Linked DNA regions of Gossypium hirsutum: all the other regions are linked to region 1. A link is a contact called in public Hi-C data. All regions are on one chromosome and are shown on one strand. Each heading gives the region's core, a stretch centred on a gene start, on an enhancer-like site or on the middle of the called end of the contact. The rest is flanking DNA. Distances are from core to core; before and after follow the strand shown.

What was found. A called contact is a pair of places that touch in the nucleus more often than the background predicts.
Region 2: a contact with region 1 is called in a Hi-C map of leaf, with 2.5 times the contacts expected there. The contact joins the enhancer-like site here to the promoter of LOC107944655 in region 1. A contact is called at or near these places in 3 of 34 Hi-C or Micro-C datasets (all in leaf).
Region 3: a contact with region 1 is called in a Hi-C map of leaf, with 5 times the contacts expected there. The contact joins the promoter of LOC107900457 here to the promoter of LOC107944655 in region 1. A contact is called at or near these places in 9 of 34 Hi-C or Micro-C datasets (callus, fibers and leaf).

Annotation. Positions count from the first base shown.
Region 1 is chrA11:65,707,605-65,710,579 of Gossypium_hirsutum_v2.1, forward strand. LOC107944655 (putative oxidoreductase TDA3) reads left to right here and starts at 1,533. Exons shown (of 2, transcript XR_005905115.1): 1 at 1,533-2,605; 2 at 2,699-2,975.
Region 2 is chrA11:65,513,324-65,516,298 of Gossypium_hirsutum_v2.1, forward strand. It overlaps the pseudogene LOC107900419. Among protein-coding and RNA genes, the nearest start is that of LOC107900432, 7.2 kb to the right of the region's middle. Within about 2 kb of position 1,503, at least 6 of the 9 cell types and tissues checked have an H3K27ac peak or open chromatin away from gene starts, as enhancers often do. A contact at or near this core is called in leaf, where this site is marked.
Region 3 is chrA11:65,548,044-65,551,018 of Gossypium_hirsutum_v2.1, forward strand. LOC107900457 reads right to left here and starts at 1,398. Exons shown (of 3, transcript XM_041081874.1): 1 at 1,210-1,398; 2 at 824-1,093. The coding sequence starts at 1,322.

The sequences.
Region 1 (2,975 bases), core at 283-2,782:
TTTAGGAGAGGACAAAAATAACTAATGTATAATCACATGGGATAGATGAAATAGAATTTAATAGTAAAAATGATAAAAATTTGAAGTTTCCTTCTTTTTGCTAAACATTATGCTCAAATTCTACTTTTTTTTTGTGTTGAAAATATTTTGACTGTTAATGGTAAGAATGACTCAAGAGGAACTGTATGCTTAAAACATGGCATAATCTTCACAAAGTCTTCAATTCTAGAAAAATATCGTCTATTTCAAAGAAAGTTCATGTTAAAATATTGTATTTTTAACTATGCTTAATGAATTGATATTAAAGAAGAAAACAAGAGATTACCTAAAATAAAAAAAATCATAATGTTAAATTTTAAAAAAATACAAATAATTGAACATTTAAAATATAAAAAAAGAAAAATTCAATGTCATTTGTCTCATGTTAGTCATTTATTGATTATTTTTGTTATCTCATAAAAATATTGGAGTATATTGGAGTAATTGTATAACATTCGACAAGTTTATATATCAAGTTGGACAAAAAAAAAGGTTTAAGTATCAAATTAGAAAAAAAATGTTAAGTTCAGATACCAAATGTAATATTAAACTTTAAAAAAATAAAAAATAAGTAGTATATGTAGGGAAAAGTAGAAATTATGTGATGGTGCGGAGATAAATTAAATTGATAATTCAACTTTTAACGAGGGTGAAAAGAAAGTTTATTTAATAAAAAAAAATTGAAGTGTCAACATTTGAAAGGGATTAAAGTTGCATAAGTGTATAAAAGACCGAATTGATAATAATGTTATAGACTGATGATTAGAATGAGAAGATAGTTGTTGATATATGTTAGGTCATTTTTCAGTGTAATCCCACATTCGACCTACAATTATTTGAAATAATTAAAAAGTAATTATTACATGAAAATATGCCAACAATTGCATAATTAATGTTAATTAAGTGGAATTAGTGGTCGTCGGGCTCTGCTCCCTCTCATTCCACATACATACATGCATCCAACTTTCCCATAATTTCATTACCTTCTCATACTTGAATCTTAAGTTTCTGATTGTGAACTAAATTACCTAATTATCCTTTATAAACAATACCAACATTCCAATCTTTCTCTCTAATTTTGCTTTTTAATCCACCTTTGCAACTGTTGTAATCAAATCAATCGTGTCAAAAGATTTCTATTAAATTGGAATTTCTCTAAACTTACCTCTCCTATCCTTACAACTCCAAATTTAATATTTTTATTTACTTATTTGGCTTGTGAGTAAATTTTTATTTTAGAAATATTATATAATTTAATTGTATTTCAATTATTAAATCAAAAGAGTAAGAAAAGTAAATACTTAAATGATTAAATTTGAAATGAGGTGAAAGTATCATTAGACCTAAATATTTGGAATTAAACCTCATGGCTATTAGATGCTAAAATTTGCTGTTTTGTTGGATATTATTATTTTTTGCGTTAGGGCAACCCACCTATGGCCAGAAAGTGGAAGTTACATGGGCTACAGATTTAGTGGACTGAATCCATTTTGATGCAACTGTGGAATCGACTATCGAATATCTGACCCATTTCCATTTGTCCAACGAAAACTGGTTACATTCCTCCTAGCTCCGTTACGCCCAGAAATTGATTCTAAATAACACGTGTCTTCAAACTACAACTTTCCTACAAAAGGCAATCGGTTAGATATCATGGCGGTCATATCATCAGCATCGCTGCTATCCATAGCCTCGCTCTTCCGACCAATCCGAAAATATCCAACACTCCCCGACCTCGTCATAACCGCCACTTCCATCCGCTGCTTATTGTCTTTATCGCAACCAATGGATGACCGGCAACAACCTGAATCGAAAAAGCGCGTGGTGGTCTGCGGGGGAGGCATAATTGGCGTTTGCACGGCTTATTTCCTTGCCAAGAAAGGCGCAGCCGTCACTCTCATTGAAAAATCTTCAGTAGCTTGTGCTGCTTCCGGAAAAGCAGGCGGGTTCCTCGCCCTAGACTGGTGCGACGGTGGTCCTGTCGAGTCACTCGCGCGTGCTAGCTTTAATCTCCACCGTTCACTCTCCGAAGAACTCAACGGCCCTGACTTGTACGGGTATCGGCCCTTGACCAGTCTTAGCATTACAGTAACTGAATCAGGGCCTTCTTCTCCGTCCGGTTCCAAGTCGTCCGGTGACTCTACGATCCCATCATGGGTCGATGGGCCGATACGTGGGCCTAGAACAATCGAGACGACGCAAACGACAGCCCAAGTACATCCTCAATTATTCACAAGAACTCTGTTAAACACAGCCGTCAAGAAATATGGTGTTGAGGTGGTGATTGGGAAACTGGAGCAGCTACATGTTGAGGAATGGCGAGTTGGATCGGTTGTACTCGAAGAGGGACGAGTTATTGAGTCGGACTCGGTCGTTCTATCACTTGGGCCTTAGACTGGAAAGTTTGAGATGTTAGCTTCAATGTTCGGAGTTTCTGGGCTTAAGGCCCATAGTATTGTTTTGGAGCCGAAAGACCCTGGTGCCATAACGCCCCATGCCCTCTTTCTTAGCTTTCATCCGCAGGGCGGCAAAGCCATGGACCCCGAAGTTTACCCTCGCCCAAACGGTAAGTACGACTGTGAATTTTTTTTTTTTAAAATTTGCATAGCAATGTTATGATAGTTGTAGTTATATAAGTAAGCGTGATTTGGAATGGTAGGGGAAGTTTATATATGTGGGATGTCAGCAGAGGAAGAGGTGCCAGATGATCCAGAGCAAATAGTAGGCAACCCAGCATCAATAGCGATGCTAAAGAGAGTGGGTAAAAGTGTTTCGAGCCATCTGAGGGAAGGAGAAGCGCGAGTGAAGGCAGAGCAAGCTTGTTTCTTGCCATGCACCGACGATGGGGTGCCGATAATAGGAGAAGTTCCAGGGATGAAGGGGTGTTATGTTGCCACTGGTCACAGTTGTTGGGGGATACTCAATGGTCCAGCTAC
Region 2 (2,975 bases), core at 253-2,752, 190 kb before region 1:
TTACAATAGAATGTCTGAAAAGGCTTCCAATATGTTGCCTTCCAATTTAAACCTTTCTTTGAGATTATCATATCATGAAATTGAGCAATCAACCAAGAACTTCGATTCCAACTTGGTGATCGGGGAGGGTGGATTCGAAAAAGTCTATCAAGGAATGTTTCGTGGCATGAAAGTGGCTGTGAAAAGGAGTGAACCAGGACATGGCCAAGGCCTTCTAGAGTTCCAAACCGAGATAGTGGTCTTATCTCAAATTCGCCACCGTCATCTTGTTTCCTTAATCGGATATTGTGATGAAATATTTGAAATGATACTGGTCTATGAATTCATGGAGAAAGGAACTCTTAGAGATCATCTCTATTATTCAACAGTCGATTTTGAGAAATCATACAGTGCACGTTCTGAATTATCTTGGAAGCAAAGACTAGAAATTTGCATCGGTGCAGCTAAAGGCCTTAATTACTTGCACACAGGTGCAGCTGAAGGAATCATTCACCGTGATGTTAAGTCAACAAACATCTTGCTTGATGAACAGCTTGTGGCCAAAGTTGCTGATTTCGGTCTTTCAAAATCAGGCATTCCTGATGTAGAACAAAGCGTCGATGTAAAAGGAACCTTTGGTTATCTTGACCCTGAATATTTTATGTCTCTACAGTTGACAGAAAAATCCGATGTGTATTCTTTCGGAGTTGTACTCCTAGAAGTCCTTTGTGCTAGGCCAGTGGTCATCAACTCGAGTAGGAGGGAGGAAGTGAACTTAGCTGAATGGGGAATGCATTGGCTGAGGAAAGGTCAACTTGAGAATATTATTGATCCAATGCTAGTGGATACTATTAATCCCAACTCATTTAGGAGGTTTGCTGAAACAACAGAGAAGTGTTTGAAGGCATATGGTAGTGAAAGGCCAATCATGCGTGATGTTTTGTGGGACTTGGAATATGCATTACAGCTTCAGCTTACTCCAATCAACAGAGGCCCACTTGAAGATAGTATAACCAATGCTTCATTGGAATTTTCGATGTCTGTTCTCCATCGATTATCGTCCAATAGCTTTCCAGCTGTTGATGAAGACAACACTACTCTAGTATTTGATGATACTTCAGATGTAACTGCTAGTGAAGTATTCACAGAATTGAGGATTGGTGATTCTAGATAATCTCCACTGGTTTAAAGGAGAAACCCCATTTTTTTGGAAGAATTTCAGTGGTGTAGGACAATGGGAACTCCATCAATGTACATGTTTCACTGCAATAATACAAAGTAATTTCTCATGAGTGATCTTGCTTTTAGTTTCTATATCAATCTAATAGTAGGTTAATTTCTACCAAATGGTTCTTGAAATGGTGATTGGAAGGTTACAACTATAAGTATAAATTATTGAAAGAATATTAAAAGAATATAGTTTTGATATGACTAGATTGCAAGAAGACAAGTCGTCTTTATATACATTTAAGCTTACATCAGCATCACACTGTTTCCATTGACCAGGTAAATGCCTGTAAAGCCAGAATTGTCCTCTACTGAATGAACAAAGTCTATAATTACAAGGGCATTTAAGGCATTTCCCAATGCAACACAGCTTAGAATTTTCTCTGAGCCTGTTTTGGTTCATAAACGAATTCAGGCTCCCTGTTGACTTATCTTTAATCCTTCAATAGGAATCATTGATTCATAGAATGAAATTGTTTTGAAGAAACAAAGTTTAAGAAAAAACTACAAATCAATGGGAAAGTTTCAGTGGGATAAACACCATGAGTCTTTAAGCCTTTTTCTTTATCTTGTCATTTTCTTCTCATATCAGTTGCCTTCTTCAAAATACACGCTTCCAGACAAGTATTTCATCAACTGTGGATCAAATATCGCTGTAAATGTCAGTTCCCAGACCCTTGTCAGTGACTCGAATTCTGATGTTTCATTTACGAAACAAAACAGCTTTGTCACAGACAATAGGCAGGCATCAGAAACACCACCTCTGTATCAAACTGCAAGAGTTTTTGGGAAGCAGCCTTTTTATGAGTTCAAAATCAATACTAATGGCACTTACCTGATACGCCTTCATTTCTCCAACTCAACTGATGTCTCAGATGCTATTTTCAATGTTTCAGCTTCAGGTTTTCTGCTCTTGCATGATTTCACTGTCCAAAAAATTGGCAGCTCTACTATAACAAAGGAATTCATTTTGAGCATTTCAATAGGCAAATTTTATATTTTTTATATAACAAAGGAATTGCATGGTATACAAAATGTATATAAGAAAAAAACATTTTTATTTTTTTATTTTTTGGAATCTTTTTAAATATTTATGGTATTTCATTAACGATAAATGAAAGTCAATAAGCATAACCATTGAAATCCAATTCATGCAACAATAGTAGAATAACAAATTCAATGTATCTTTTCTTTGTACAAAGATTTCTTCAAAATAAAAAGTTAACAAGATCACTAATCTCAATGTTACCCTTATCGTCTTTAACCATCTTCATAGTACTATAATTTGCGATAGAAAATGAACAGACGCATCTTTTCTTTTTGTTTTTAGTTTATCATAAATTTATGAAAATGGAAGCTTAAAATTATGAGAAATTAAATGAAAGTTTTAAGGTATGCAACTTTTTTAAGGTTCTATTTGTCTCCATGTATATGTTGGTGTGTAAAAGAATTCTAGACAAATAAATCTTAAGATATAAATAAATCCAATGATTATCTATGTTTTGCATTAACGAAAATAGTACATTAAACATTAACTAATGTATAAAAATATTTTTTATAGAGCAATCAATGAATATTATAAGATGGAGGAAAATAGAATGAAAATTTGTTTTTATATCTTTTTTATATGTCTTTGTCATCCATCCAAGTGATTTGAGTCTTATAGGAAACTTCAAGTTTGTTTATACAAACACAACTTTTCTTAGATAGCCACGCCTCTTAGTAATAAATATTACTATTTAAATAGATACATAATTATTAGAATTGAA
Region 3 (2,975 bases), core at 148-2,647, 160 kb before region 1:
AAAAAGCAAAAGCACCTGAAACCCCTTCAAGCCAGGCGCATTCAGTAGGTACAAGCTCGGCACCCCTAGGCATGCACTTTTGTAAGGCAACACACACACAAAAAAGAAAAACTATTTTGAAAAGGGATTCTTCTCAGTATTTGAGTATACGACGACAGGCACAGGACCAAAACAAATCATGCACACCGGCCAACAAAATTAAAAGAAAATTTAGCTTGTTCACTAAACAAATTTGACCAACTTTCTGAGTTTATTATCATAAGTATAAATCTTAAGCTTATAATATACATAAGCACATACTCATCGAGACTAATAGATATACAAAAATGCACACACAATGCTTGTTGCACCTTATTTCACTCGAGCAAAAGTTCTTTTCTTTAGCGCTTCGTGCCTTAGTCAATACAAGGGTTCGGACGCGTAGAGTGCACACCTTGCCCTTAACAAAACGATCTTTGCCATCCATCAATTTGTAAAACAAATCAAACATGGATACTATAACAGAGTTCTTTATGTTCTAAGCTAAGAGCCAATACTTTCTTCCTTATACACACACACAGAAACAATCAACATTCAAACAAAAGACCAATATTCAAAAACATCTAATTACATCAAAAATATAAGCTTGGAATGAATTAGTACGCGTTATTCAAACAAAGTCATCACCTTTCTCTCTTTTTTTCTTTTTTTTTGAATTTAATGATGAGAATCCAAAATCATCAGATGAACAAGGAAAACTTTGAAAAATTGAATTTATTTTACAGAATTCTTAATTATTTACTCCATTTCAAAGAAATCAAATGCAAGAAAATCGAATCCGAACCTGTAAATATAAAAAATGAGCTCTCTGTAGAAGATGTCCGGGAACTCCTCTCTCAAGGTTCGAATAGCGTAACCCATATTCATGTAATCCTGCTTCTCCTCTTCCTCTTTGCAAGGCTTCGATCCTTGCTTCACCGGAGCCGAAAATTGTACGTACAAACTCAAGTTTTGGCTCAAACCCGAAACCGTACTGTCGACATCTTTAACACCGACCCTAGCATTGGTCCTTGACCAAACTTTCTCATCATCGTTCTTCAAAATCGCGCAGCTCCTGAGAAATTTAGGGCGGGGGGTAGGGTACCTGGGAAATTTACTAAGAGATTGAAAAAAAAGATAGATAGATAACAAAAATCAGAATGATCGAAGAGATAAAAATGGGTAGGGTACCTGGCAATGGCACTGATTTGCAACCCAAGGGGAAGGGGAAGGGGAAGGGGACGGGGAGAAAGAGTTTTCCCATGTTTTGGAAAATGTCTTACCGAAAAAAAAGTGTAAGACATTTTCCCAAAAAAAGAGGTGATTTTTTCGTGTTTTGGAAAAGCATTTACAGTGGGAGTTTATTTTCCACCAAATAAACAGTGAAAAATGACGAAAATATTTTCCAGAAAAGCTTTTACCCCCAAACAAACGGAGCTTAAATTCGGGGAGAAAAGTCAAAAGATTTTTTTTTAATTTTTTAGATTATGACATCACCATCAACGTCATTTATACAATGTATCAAAATATTATTCTGCCATGTGTCCTAGACTTAACACCGGTTAGGCTCAGGTATTGATTTAGTTGATGGAAAAGAAGTTCGAGTACCAATTTAGAACAAATAAAAACTATAATTACCAGTCTAGGAGAAATGGAAAAGTTTAAATACTAATTTTATATTTAACCCTATAATTAATTCATATCTTCATTGAATAGATTAATTAAATCAATTCTATATCAAGTAAAATTAAAATTGAAATTTAAAATTTCAACAAATTAAAAAATTTGAATTTTTTATTAAAAAATGAGTTAATATGTAAATTTCTCATTATACTTTAAATGGAAATTAAAACTTATCCCTATATTTCACTTTAATGATATTTGACATTATCCTTATAAATAAGAGATAAATTTGTCATTATATTTTAATTCTATATTGGATTTTGTGCTTTATTTTTATTTAATTGAATTTGCCATTGAAGTTAAATTGTTTTATTCAATTTTACTATTCAATTTTAATTTGAAAGAATTTGAAGAAAAAAATTAATAAAAATATTTTTTATATTTTAATTTAATATTTAATAAATAAATAATTATATAATATTAAAATTAAATAAAAATCGTTATTACTTATTTTTTTCTTTTGCAATATATGTATTCCATTTTTCTTTTTCGTTTTTTATTTCATTAAATAGAATTTTCAATTTAGTTTATTATTTTTTAATATTTATAAGTTAAATTATTGCTAACTATTAAAATAAAAATTTGAAAGGATTTTTTTATCAAAATATATTTTTGTTAAAATTAACATTGATAATGACAATAGACACGATTGCGAATCAAATAAGAAAAGAAAAACAAAACAAACAAATTTTACACGGAAAACCTTTTCAAGAAAAACCACGGGCATAGAAGAAGAAGTTCACTAATGTTGAAAATCGAACCATACAAGCAGGGGCGAAGCCAGAACAAATTGTTAGGGGGGCCGGATAAAATTTTAATTTTTTATAGTTTAAATCTTTATAATTTGTAAAGGATTAAATTGAATTTTTATAATTTTAGAGGGACAAAGTGAAATTTTACCTTTACTAATTTAACATTTTGAAAAAAATTTAAAGGCCAAAAGAATAAATTTATATTTTAAGGGGGCCGGGCCCATGCTAGCTCCCCTAACTTTGCCCCTAACTATCTTATATCATACCTCAATCTATTTTTATCGACTTTCCTCATATATCTCTCCTCAAATAAAACCATTACTATCACTCATCTTAAGTTACCAAACAGTAAATTTATTGTCTCTCATACCTCTTACTCAACACCATATTTCAAGCTTTCCATTCAAATCAAATCCAAACCTTCTAACTACTAAAAAATTTCTATAATTTTCTTATATATATTTCTAATTTTTATAACTTTTCAATGCTGTTAATAAGTTTTTATAACCCTTTTTTTGTAAT